Regions from separate parts of the Mus musculus genome. Here all the other regions are linked to region 3. The links are chromatin contacts, called in public HiChIP or PLAC-seq and promoter capture Hi-C maps. All regions are on one chromosome and are shown on one strand. Each heading gives the region's core, a stretch centred on a gene start, on an enhancer-like site or on the middle of the called end of the contact. The rest is flanking DNA. Distances are from core to core; before and after follow the strand shown.

What was found. HiChIP or PLAC-seq counts read pairs in DNA pulled down with a chosen protein or histone mark. Capture Hi-C pulls out chosen DNA fragments and counts their contacts.
Region 1: a contact with region 3 is called in a promoter capture Hi-C map of liver. The contact joins the promoter of Padi4 here to the promoter of Padi1 in region 3. A contact is called at or near these places in 1 of 39 promoter capture datasets (pre-B cells), 4 of 484 Hi-C or Micro-C datasets (the C2C12 cell line, CD4 T cells, female germline stem cell-derived STRA8 germ cells and 1 more), 3 of 115 datasets of contacts at active chromatin or transcription factors (embryonic hindbrain, embryonic stem cells and pancreatic cancer cells) and 3 of 9 other capture datasets (adipose tissue, liver and pancreatic islet).
Region 2: a contact with region 3 is called in an H3K4me3 HiChIP or PLAC-seq map of bone marrow-derived macrophages, with 2.9 times the contacts expected there. The contact joins the promoter of Sdhb here to the promoter of Padi1 in region 3. A contact is called at or near these places in 3 of 39 promoter capture datasets (the HPC-7 cell line, neural stem cells and pre-B cells), 1 of 15 datasets of contacts at CTCF or cohesin (large pre-B cells), 7 of 484 Hi-C or Micro-C datasets (the G1E-ER4 cell line, the HPC-5 cell line, embryonic stem cells and 4 more), 13 of 115 datasets of contacts at active chromatin or transcription factors (CD8 T cells, T-cell acute lymphoblastic leukemia, bone marrow-derived macrophages and 6 more) and 4 of 9 other capture datasets (adipose tissue, embryonic stem cells, liver and 1 more).

Annotation. Positions count from the first base shown.
Region 1 is chr4:140,772,551-140,776,568 of GRCm38.p6, forward strand. It overlaps Padi4 (peptidyl arginine deiminase, type IV), which reads right to left and starts at 1,653. Exons shown (of 16, transcript NM_011061.2): 1 at 1,539-1,653. The coding sequence starts at 1,630.
Region 2 is chr4:140,958,851-140,963,185 of GRCm38.p6, forward strand. It overlaps Sdhb (succinate dehydrogenase complex, subunit B, iron sulfur (Ip)), which reads left to right and starts at 2,421. Exons shown (of 8, transcript NM_023374.4): 1 at 2,421-2,626. The coding sequence starts at 2,555.
Region 3 is chr4:140,843,303-140,847,220 of GRCm38.p6, forward strand. It overlaps Padi1 (peptidyl arginine deiminase, type I), which reads right to left and starts at 2,476. Exons shown (of 16, transcript NM_011059.2): 1 at 2,258-2,476. The coding sequence starts at 2,349.

The DNA.
Region 1 (4,018 bases), core at 403-2,902, 72 kb before region 3:
TTATTTATGTCAGATCCTGGTGTGGCTCTATGAAAGGCCCAGGACTCGAGTTTGCGCCCCAGAACCGTGTGCTAAGCGCGGGGGTGCAGGCTTGCTCCCAGAGCTGGGAGGCAAAGGCAGGTTGAGCCCATGCCCTGAGAAGGGCAGAAGTTCTTCCAAGACCTCATGCAAGCGGCACAAGCTGCTGTCCCCCTCTACCCCCCGCAGTACAGCCCTCCCATTCTTGTATTCCCTTCTCACGGACGGGACATGCCCCAGTCTTGGCTCTTCCCGGGGGACAAACACCCACATTTTCATCAACACCCCTGTCTGATCAAATGCTCAGATCTCCCCATTTGAAAACCTCCATCAGGATCAGCAAGATGGCTCGGTGGACAAAGGCGCCTGCTGCCAAGCCTGCCGACCTGAGTCCTGGAGCTCACATGGTGAGAGGAGAGCTGACTCCCACAGGCTGGCTGCCGACCTCGGTACACAGAGCCTGAGGAATGACACCTGAGTTTGTCCTGGCCTCCGCAGGCTCCCACACACCCCTGCATCTACAGACAATAAGAGCACTTGTGACCTAGACTTAAGGCGAGAGCTAGCCTGGGATCCTGGCGAGGATGCTGGGCTAGCTCTGGCCTCTGGCCTCTACTCGGCACCCACTTTCAAGCAGCTTGTCCTCTGGGAGTGGGCGCCTCTGATGATACCAGGCTTTCCCTTCCTTGTGTCCTCAGCCTCTCACCAGTGGCCTGTGAGCCACCCAGACCGCCAGTGCTTTCCTGCTGCTGGGGTCAGACAGTCACTGACCCACTGACCCTGGGCACCTCCCAGAGGCCTTTATGGACATCACTTGGGTCACGATGCCCAGCTCTGTGGGGGAAGCTGCTGCAATTCCCACATGAAAGGCTGCATCAGACTCCACCCACGAGGCTTCCTCCATTGTCCTAGGTGACCCGGAACCTGGCAGAGGTCACAGTGCTCAGTAAGTACTCAGGTTATATTTGTTGAATGTACAAGGGAATGGAAAAAATGAACAACAAATGAACTGTTGGGGATCTGATCTGCCCAGTACTGTACAGAGTACCTAACAAACAGTACCTCAGAGTATTTAACAAACAACACCACGGAATACCTAACAAACAGCACTGTGGAGTACCTAACAAACAGCACCTCAGAGTACTTAACAAACAGCACCATGGAGTACTTAACAAACAGCACCATAGAGTGCTTAACAAACACATTTGGAGTTGCCACACTTAATCCTTAAAGTCATTTCATGAGGTAAGGTAAATCAGGCCCAGCTGCCCAAGCCCTCCCCACCGTCAGCCTACAGCAGGGACTGTTTCTCCCTTGTTAGGCAGCCCTGTAATTCCTTGCATTGAGTGCCAGGCAGTTGTATTTATACCTCACAGAGAACTAATTGGCACGATAGGCCCCACACCTCTGGCTTATCTCTCTAGCAGATCTCTTGCCCAGAACCTGAGCTGGGCCAGCAGCGCCCAGCTCCTGCCTGCCCCAAACTGCCCCCACAGGCCCAGGATCTCTGCCCCTCTCACCCGCGGACATCCAGCGGGGTCGCTGTGCCCACCACACACACGGCGTGAGTGGGCTGCTCGGGGGCCACGTGGATCACCGCGCCTTGGGCCATCCTTGCTCGCTCGGTCAGCAGGCAGCAGGAAGCCCCTGGGCTGGTTCCTTTATAGTGCCAGGCGAGCCCATGAGTCAGCACCTGCCCTGCCCCGGAGGCCCAGCCCCTCTCCACTCAGGTGCCCCAGTGGCTGCACAGCCTCCTCTACCCTGGGCCACCCAGGACCCCCCCACCCACCCATGGGTGTCCACAGTGAAGCCTGCAACAGCAGAAGAGTGGGGCACTCGGAAGCCTGTGAGGGGAGAGCACAGGCTATGCCCTTAGCCACCCCTGCCTGGGCCAGGACTGCACATCTTGCCCAAGCACACTTAACAAGACATTGGAAAGAAGGGGAGAAAGGCAGGAGAAGGCTAAACAGAAGGCTATTCTGGGCGTGGCTGAGGTCGCCGCCCTACCCCCCACTCTTCTCTTCGGGACTTGCTCTCCGCTGAAATGCTCCCAGGACAGTCTGTGAAACTCAAGCTGTTGCAGTCCCTTCCCCCACTTCATCCTTGAAGCATCTCTGAGGTCAGCTCACATCATCACACCCACTTTCCAGATGAAGAAACTGAGGCCCAGGGTAGAGGAGGCTCTGCAGCCAGTAAGGATTTGAACAGAAGCTGGCCACAGGGTAGGGCCTTTATTAGCAGTCTGTCCTGGTGACGTGGTCTTTTCAAACCTTAAGACAAAGGCTTCTCACTGTAACACCAAGCATCCGAGGGCAGTTGACTGCCAGCCCATTTTATAGAAGGGAAAGCTGAAGCACAGAGAGGAAAAAGTAGTGGGGGCCATGGGCACGGCTGGGAGGGGAAACCATGTTACCCAACCTAGAGGTGAGGTTTGCTGCATACCCTGGGTATCTGCCTCTACAGGACCTCCCCCAGAAGACCAGATGGTGCGGGTGTGGGCCGCGCCCGCCCTGAGGGCACTCATGAGGGCTCTGCACCTGGTGCCAGGGCTGTCTGCTCATGGGGTGAACTGGGGGTGGGGATGACAAGTCCTAACAGGGAGCACCCAGAGAGGGTGTGTCTGTCTCGGAGGCTGCCGAGAGCACAGGGTGTTTGGGGGGCTGTAGGGTCTCCTTTGGCTCCACATCAAAGGCCGCAGGATTCGGTAGACCTGAGCCCATGGCCTCCTGGCCAGCGTCCCCAGAGCTCAGCACATGTGTGTGCTGGACAGGAGGCTACTGGGGGTCTGAGAGGCCAAAAAAAGGCTCCTGGGTCCCGTGATCCCTAAATAGGAGTTAGGACCAGGGTCCCTTTCTGTCCTCAGGGGGTTTGGTACAGGAGCCAGGCCACCAGCCATAGTATAAAGACATGGTAGGAGTCTGTTTTGTCCCTCCTGTCCCTCCACCATGTGAGTCCTGGGCATTGAACCCCAGGTCACCAAGCTTTCTGGCAAATATCATCTCCCTGGTCCCCAGCCTGATTTTTTTTTATTTTTATTTTTTGTTTTTTTCAAGACAGGGTTTCTCTGTATAGCCCTGGCTGTCCTAGAACTCACTCTGTAGACCAGGCTGGCCTTGAACTCAGAAATCCGCCTGCCTCTGCCTCCCAAGTGCTGGGATTAAAGGTGTGCGCCACCACCGCCCGGCCCCTGAGTTTTGAGACAGGATCTCTCATTGGCCGCAACCCACGAAGTCCACTCTGCTGGCTTCCAGTGAGTCCCAGAAGAATGTGTTTCTGCTTCCTCAGCGCTGGGATTCAAGTGTGGGCCTCCACCCCGCAGGGCCTTACATATGTGTGACACACATGTGCACATCTGTGTGAGTGTGCATGAGCCCTCGTGAGAGCACAGAGAAGCCATGGCACAGTGTTGAACATCTTCCTCCGTTGAGAGTTATTTGATGTTTTGAGACAGGGTCTCTTACTGAACCCTGATTGGCTGGACTTGCTGACTCTACAAATCGCTTGTCTCTGACTCACAGGTCCCGCCACTGCACCTGCCTTTTTAAGTGGGTGTCGGGGAGCCAAATGCAGATCCTCCGGCTTGCAAGGCAAGCACTTCACTGACTGAGCCGTCACCCCAGACTTACCCACGCAGTTGAGAACTGTATGTTTTTAAGATGCACAGTGTGCCGTGGGATGTTTTTCTTGTTAAATAATAATAATAACAACTTATTATTATCATCATCATTATTATTAGAAGTAGTATCATTATTTATTATTATTGTTGTTATTGTTATTGTGTGACGCAGGCATGCATGAAGGGCAGAGGACAGGTCTGTCCATCTGATCTCCCCTGCCACCTCTACATAGGTTCTGGGGATCAAACTCAGGTCATGAGTTTTGGCGGCAAGCTCCTTTACCCACTGAGCCATCTTGCTGACCCAAGGTAGTCATTGTTAAATGATGGCTGCAGTCAAGCTATCTCTTCATGTAGGAAAGTAGGAAACTGTGTTTCTGTCAC
Region 2 (4,335 bases), core at 1,171-3,670, 120 kb after region 3:
AGAAACTGGACCCAGGTCCTCTGGGGGCAGTGGACAGCAAGTGTTCTTACCCGCTGAGCTGTCGCTCCAGCCCCTTCAATATGAACTTTTAAAACCACTCTCTGCCCTGCCGAGGCTCCTCAGTGCTTCCCATGTAACCCTGAGCTACTGAGACCAACCTGGTATTTGTCTTTGCTCCTGGACTGAACGTCTAGCCCTGGGGGGGCGGGGGGGGGCAGAAAGAGTCTCTCAAGCAGAATTGCCACCCTAGGTTGCCCAGATTTCCCAGCACGACTGGAATGGGGACAGTTATTCAAACTCATCAGGGTTGTTGGGAGGACCAGAGGAGACTGTTGATGTAAACACATTTGTGGGCGATGAGGTGAGATTCTGCATAAACACAGGGCTTCCAGCAGCATGTCTGATGAAAGCAATATATCACTCTCTCCGCGGATGCCAGCCAACCAGCCCCAAACCCTGCGGTCTTACGGCAAGGACAGCTTGGCAACCCAAGTCAGGAAGGGGCCATGAAGACCTTTAAGCCCTATGGCATCTGTGCCTTTCTGGCACCCCAAAGCTCAGGGCGGAGGTGGAGCCACCCAGGAATTTATTATCCTTCCATAACATTAAGCTCCCCAAATCCCCATGACGCCCAGGAATGATGTGACTGCAGGGTGTGTGGGCACACTGGCACCAAGGGCCCCTCCAATAAATCAAGGTCTCAGTTTTGCTGGCTGCTCAATGCTTTTTCCAAGGTGACCTGGGTGGCCATTCATGTAGCAGTGGTGTCTGTCTTTGACATGGTGGCTAAAAATGGCTAAGGGGGCCAGTTCTCTAGAAATACTGCCTGTTGACACCCTGGAGGAGTTACAAAGAAAATGACAGCCTTCCTACAACCTTGGCCGATTTGGGTGGCCCTGATGGTGGTCCCTTGGGTAGTCTAGAAGAACCTACCCAGTGCTGAGCCAGGGCCCCTGAGAAGCCAAGGCCACCTTACCATCTGTTGCGCAAGACAACCACACCAGTCATAGAATCTTAACTCAGCTGCCACAACCCCTAGTGATTCAGGCAAGGACGCTATAAGTCAAAAAGTGGCGAAGGACTTGTCAATGGTCACATGGCCTTGAGGGGGCGATCAAGGTAACCCCCAGGGGTTCAGGCCTCTCCACACCCCCTTTAATGAGGCTACCTGGCAGAGAAGCCAGATTCAGGGTGAGTTCCCAGAAACTTGGCCCCATCTAGCCATTCCTCCTGTCATGGTAATTTCTCCAGTGTCTTCTAAAAGAGCCAGCGTGAGGAAACCCAAGACTATAAACAGTGCCCTCCTCTGCCAAAGGTGAGCGGAAAGAAATCAAATCCTTCCTCTGGTAACAAGGACCAGCAAAGTCACTGGGTGCCCCAAGAGACCAAGTGACTTGGGATACCAAGATCACGCCTGCCCAAGGTGGTCAAATCCCCAGTCAGAGGGTGGGGGGCTCTGAGAGAACCCATAAAAGGTGTCAGAAAGGCTGGACAGTGGTGGCGCATGCCTTTAATCCCAGCACTTGGAAGGCAAAGGCAGGCGGATTTCTGAGTTCAAGTCCAGTCTGGTCTACAAAGTGAGTTCCAGGACAGTCAGGGCTACACAGAGAAACCCTGTCTAGAAGTGCCAGAAAAAAAAAGCAGCTCAGGTGACTAAGGAAACTGACGAAATCTGAGGACACAGGTCGGTTAGTAGAAGGCTTGTTCAGCACACACAGGCATGGTGGCACACAGCTGTAATCCCAGCTCTCTGCAGTTCTTTACCTGTAGGAAGATCTGAAGTTGGGGACAGTGGACAGCCTGTGGGTCCTTGGTGGACAGCCTATAAGCTACATCACCCATCTTTCCTATTGTCATCTTCCTTGGGGTTAGAGAGGAATTAGGTGAGCAGCTCGCTCACTTACCACAGCATTCCAGAGGCTGGCACCAGCCACATACTAGGTACCCTTTCTGGCTGCTTTGGTTTTGGTTTTGTGTGTTTTGAGGCAGGGTCTCAAGTATCCCAGATGGACTCGACCTCATTAAGTAGCGGAGGGTGAGCTTGGTTCTCCTACTGTCTCCATATGCCGGGCATGCAACTTCTGTACCGACGTGACGTTCATCTTTTGATCACTTCAGTCACTTAACAAGTGTCCCAATCAGGTAGGGACTGACAGGTTCTCTAGATTTAGCACAAAGCTGACCAGACAAGAGTCACAGGTGATTGACAGACACCACTGCAAGTAGAGAAGGGTTAAAAATCACAGCCACCAGCAGAATAGGAAAGCCCCGCCCTCCTGGCCTCTGCCCCGCCCCTCCACGCTACCCTTCCCTCTCCCGCCCCTCAGACTCCAGAGGTCACCTTAGGAACATAGGAAGCCCAGTGGGCATGCGCCCTACGGGCCGCTGCTGCACACACGCACTTCCTGTACATTGGCTCGGAGAAACCGGAAGCGGCCTTCCACTCGTTGGCGCTTAGGCGGCTAGCGGTCCTCAGGGTGAGAGGCCGGCTTCCCACCGCGGTGTTCGACGGGATGCCGGAGGGGAAGGGGTGGGGCTGACGTCAGGAGCCAAAATGGCGGCGACGGTCGGGGTCTCCTTGAAGCGCGGCTTCCCGGCTGCCGTTCTCGGCAGAGTCGGCCTGCAGGTGAGCCCGGGAGCCGTGGTTCAGTGGGGAGCCGTGCCCGTCACCGAGGCTGCCTGGGTAGAGAGGCCGCGGAGAGGCGGAAGGAGCCCGGGTCCAGGCCTCGGGGGAGGACTTAACCCGGCATCCTGCTCTTGAGCATCCTTTCAGACAGCCATTCCGCGCTTCTCCATCACCGGAGAGAGAGGCGCGGCCGGGAGGAGGTTGGAAGAGAGAACAGAAAGACAGAGGTCTGGGAGGAGGACAGGGAGAGGTCAAGGTCATAGGATGAGCGACCTGTGGTCGGGACCCAGAATCAAATCCTGCTAGTTGTACTCCGCCAGGCTTGTGTGAAAGGGAGGCCTGCGGGGTGTCTGGGGTGGGACCCGGGAGGCCAGGTCGCACCTCCAGGTTAGGCTGGTCTGGATCGGTCAGGTCGGAGGGCGGTGGACTCTGCAAGGCAATGCACTTGACCCGCAGAGGAAGGGAGACATGAAAGAAAGCGACCCCGACCCCTTGAAAGATCCGTACTGTGGAAGTCTGCAGGCAAGACCCGGTTCCCTGAAGCGTGCTTATTCAGGGGTGTGTAGCGGCACTGATCTCATACCGCTGGCATGGGATGACAGGCAGAGCCTGGAGCTGCTTTTGTTAATAATTCTGTAGTAGCTCTGTCATAGGTCTCCCCACACGCCCTGTATCCTCGGGAGCTGCACAGTAGAAGCATTTAGAAAGGCGAGAAAAACTGCCTCTCCTTACTTTACAGATACCATTCAGTCCTCCTCTGGGCTTCTGGATAGTCCTTCACAGGCGGACAACAGGAACTCCCATTTTGTTTTGGGGGGTTTTGTTGGTTTTTTTTTTTTTTTTTTTTAGATTTGTGTGTGTGTGTATGAGTGTGTGCTTTCATGTATATGCACCATGTGCCCGTGGAGAAAAGAGAGCTGTATTTCCTGAACTGGAGTCACAGGTGGTTATCAGCCGCCATATGCGTGCAGGGAACTGAACTCTGCTCCTTCCAAAGTGCTAAGATGAATCTCCACCCTGTGATAATTTTAGTGTTGTTTTGGTTAGGTTTTGACTTTTCGGACAGTGTCTTTATGCAACCCTGGCTGGCCTGGAACTCAGAGATTCTCCGGCTTCAGCCTTCTGGGTGCTGGGATTAAAGGTGTGAGCCACCACCACCACCCGACTTGTGCATCCCTTTGCATGCACACCTATCACACCAGCACTCCAAAGGCTGATGCAGCAAGATCAGGAGTTTAAGGACATCCTCAGCCCCACACGGAATCCAAGGCCAACCTGGGCTACTTGGGACCCTGTCTCAACAAAAACAGACAGTGCCTTACCAGAGCCTCAGGCTGGTGTCCCAGATATTCAGTTAATGATTCTGTTTTTGTTGTTGAGAATGTTATGCATGAGTACTGTATTTAAATAATTTCCACCCCCTCTCTCCTCCCATGCCTCCCCTCCCTTTCACACTCATGACTTCTTTAATTATCATTGCTAAATATATACATACACAATCTCTTAAGTGCATTTAGTGTTCCTTATGCATGACGAGTTTAGGGCTGAGAACATGGGATGAATAATCACAACACCAGTCCGTGCCAAGGGGAATGGGAGAAATTTCACAAGGCCCCACCCCTAGTTGAAGAGCTGCAGCAATCAGTGGCTAACAAAGGGGGTGTGTCGGTTTGGGGGAGGAGCCACATGATAGGTTGTCCAGTTAATGG
Region 3 (3,918 bases), core at 1,226-3,725:
CTCTAACCCAGCCCCTGGGGGAGCCTCAGGCTCCTGGAAGTCCCACTGGCTTGTCCATTCAAGGTACCTTTCCCACTGCCACTGCCTCTGGGCAGGAGAATTCCTCCTCGGTGTCACAAAGTGAATTCCTGTGTCCCTTGTAAACTCTGGATAGCTGTAATGTTAGTCAGCGCTCAGGTACAGAGCTGACACTGTAGTCCCTCCCAGAGTCAGTCAAGGGACACCACAGCCAAGGCAGGGCCAGTCACACTGAAGGACAATGCTAAGGGCTTGGTGTCCCTCCATATACCCTGTGCTGACCTTGTCCTTTCCCTCCTCCAAGGAGTAATGGAAAGAACAGATGTGGGAGTGGCCACAGCTGGCACAACCTACCACAGACAAGCACAGGCAGGTCTCATTCGTCCCCCCCAACCCATGATGGTGGCACTGTTGAGTTCACTCGGAGAAGCAGAAGCAGGCTCCCAGAAGGGCAGTGTCTCGCCGGGGTGAGACCACACAGCCAGGGACCAACAGAGCCAGGATGCGCACCGCACCGGGCTGCATATGTAACCGCCACACTGAACTTCAGAGGGGCCCAGATCATCCAATCAGGACTCAGAGCCCTGGGCAATGAAAAGCCAGGGACTCTAGAAGTTAGCTGTGGTGGGGGTGGGATGGGGTGGGGTGGGATGGGGGTCAGGGGAGGGATGGGGGTGGGAGGGATGGGACCAGATGGGGATGGGGACCGGATGACAGAAGGTAGACCTGGCACTCTGCCAAGTGCCGTAGTAGAGTAACCCAGGGCTGAGGTTTGGAAGAACCTTTCTAGAAACAGCCTTATCCCTAGGCGAGAGCAGGGCCCTGGATTCAGGCAGGCGGGACCCACGCATGGGCTCTCCTCCCCTGACATCAGTGTCAAAGCAGACTGCCAGATGCAGCACAGGGGGGGGGGGTCTCAGCCGAGCTTCAGCTCAGCTGCAGGATGCAGGGTACGGATGCTCCACGCCATAGCCAAAAAAAAATTCTGGGGGCTGGTCCCGAGGTAGAACATTTGTCTAGCATGTGTGAAGGCCCAGGGAGCACCAAAAATTCTCTCTCTGTCTGTCTCTCTCTGTCTGTCTGTCTCTCTCTGTTTCTGTCTGTCTCTATCTCTTTCCTTTCCCTCTTCTTCCTCCTCCTCTTCCTCCTTCTTCCCCCACCTCTCTTCACTCAATGTACCCTATTCATTAAATCTAGATTCGTATGCTAAACGGGCAAGAGTGGATATAATTCCATTAGCCACTCTGGTTCCCAGTGGAGGGTAGTCAAAGTCTGGCCTCCAGAGTGTCTGTCTGTCCCTTCCCATCCCTGTCCCCGGGACCCTACAGCATTACAGTTAAGACAAAAAGCATCAGTGAAGTTCAGACAGGCAATGGGTACAGCGCTCCCCCATTTGCCTGGGCTAATGTAGGACTGAGCCCCAAGGGTGAGCTGAGTTCAGATGGTGCCTGGCAACTCCCGGCCCTCAGCTTCCTGTGGAAGGCACCTCACCTAGAGCTCCACAGGCCTCAGAGATCACCAACTTCCATAGTGATCAGGTAAAGAGCTGAGGCTGCCGACCAGGTCCCTGCATCCCTATCTAAGCAGAGCCAGGACAGGGAAGATTTGGGTCGATGGGGAAAACTGAAGTCATGGCTATCTTATTCAGATGTCGCTATTGCCGCCATCACAACCACCATCATCACCACCACCACACCACCATCATCACCATCATCATCACCATCATCGTCTCTTGCCAGCCCAAGTCCCAGGCTTTGCTCCAGGATCGCTTCTTAAATTAAGTCATTGAGTTATGCCTTGACCACTCCCTCTTAATCCCAGTCACTCTGGTTGTCCCTGGCTGGCCTCCAAGGGTCAAGATGTCACATGCACACCCCTAACCGCAGAGAGGTGGAAAACTGGCAAGACGTGGAGGGAGGAAGGGGGGCCCAACCCTCTTCCCTGGCTCCAGCCCCACTTCCTTCTGCTGCTCCATTTGAAGACTGTCATGTAGAACCCAGACAGAGCTTGGTCCCAGGACTCAGGGTCATCTCCTGAGCCCACCTTCATTCATCCAGGGACTGGACCCAATGTCCTGACCCCAGTGCACTGGGCAGACCCAATTTCCTTCCCCCATAAGCTCTGAAGGCAGCTCCACCATCTCTGGTGTCTGACATCACCCTGCCAGCTCCCCTCCCCTGCACCCTCTTTTGCCTGCGGATCCCCTGCCCTGAGAACAGGAAAGCATCCCGGGTCTTACCTATAGACGTTCACCAGTGTCTCCACACCTACCACGCACACAGCGTGAGTCGGCTTTCTCAGAGACAGCTGCACAGCTCTCGGGGAGGCCATCCTGTGTCGAGCTTCCAGTCTCCTGGTCGGGTCAGCTTGGGTGCCCAGCAGCCACAAGCCCCAGATGCTCCCCGGCTCCCCAGATCTCCTTGGGGACACCCGGCTGCCGGGTAGGAGCGTGCCTTCTGATGGGCTGGAGCTCTCTCCTCCCTTTTAATTTCACCCTGCAACCTGGGGAGCCTGCCTGAGCCTGGTCCCCACCTCCTGGCTCCATGCCCAGTCACCTAAGTCATGGGCTGTCAATCTAGGAGGCTGGGAGGGAGGTGTTTGAAACTCTCTGTGGGGTGGGAAGGGGACCTGAAATCAGCCAGGTTTGGCTGCCAACAAGGAGGCTCAGAGGGTCCCAGCCTTGCCACCCAGCCTCTTGGTGCCTGAGCCCACCCTGCGACTGCCTCTCTGAGGGCTCACACTAAGAAATGTGTAGATCCTATCTCCCGACTGAGGCAGTCCAGTCCTCAGGGCATTGTGTGAGGTTCGAATCCAAGGCCTGACACTCAGAGGCTCGAGAGCTCCCCTGGACTCAGTGACCCCGTGTGTGTGACAGCTACTGAGACAGGAGGACCTCACGGGGTGAAAGTTCAGGGTAGTGGGAGAGTTAGCCTTGTCTAAAAGAGGTGCTGGCAGCTAGTCAGGCCTCTAGTTACATTGCTAGAGAGTGGTAGAGCTGCCTGCGCACAAATCCACCAGGAGGTGATATGCTGGTACCCAGAACTCAGAGGTTCCCAGAAATCAGAGGGCACAAAGTCAATGAGCGATCACCTTGACCATGGGCTCGAAGTGTTAGGTCGAGATGCCCCACTCTACCTCCTTCCTTCACTTACATGTCTTTCTTCTTTCTTTCTTTCTTTTTATTTTATTTTTTATTTTTATTTATTTATTTAGTTGTTGTTGTTGTTCCTGGAACTCACTCTGTAGACCTAGCTGGCCTCGAACTCACAGAGATCCACTTCCTCTTCCTCTTTCTGCCTCTGCCTCCCAAGTGCTGGGACTAAGCCTGCGCCAGCTTACCCAGATCACTTACCCGTCTTTCACTCCCACAGTGGCCCTGTGAGGAGGGACGGAATCGTCCTTATGTGATCCTGGAGAATGGGGGCGTCTCGGGTGTCTTACCCAGCCTTCCCACAGGCAAACAGCAAAGCGAGTTCCACGCGTGGCTGACGTCACGTGACTACGGTCTACACAAACCTGTTGGTGCGCTGCCCCTAATATCATCTTCCTGTGCTAGGAAACTTATTTCTTTAAAGTTGAAAATGACCCAAGGGGAAACATGAGGAGGGTAAAAGTTACATAGAGCATGTGCCTACTAATTTTGATGTAGATCATGTTTGGGTATCTGTGTGTATGAGAGAGACAGACAGACACAAGCACGGGTATGGACACTTTTGAAATGGTATAATAAATGTCCTTCCTTCTTTCCTTCCTTCCTTCCTTCCTTCCTTCCTTCCTTCCTTCCTTCCTTCCTATCTTCTTTCCATCTTTCCTATCGCATAAAACTGAGTGTCACGGCAGTGAATGCCTGCATCTTCGACAGGAGAGGTCAGGAGTTCAAGGTCATCCTGAGCCGTGTAA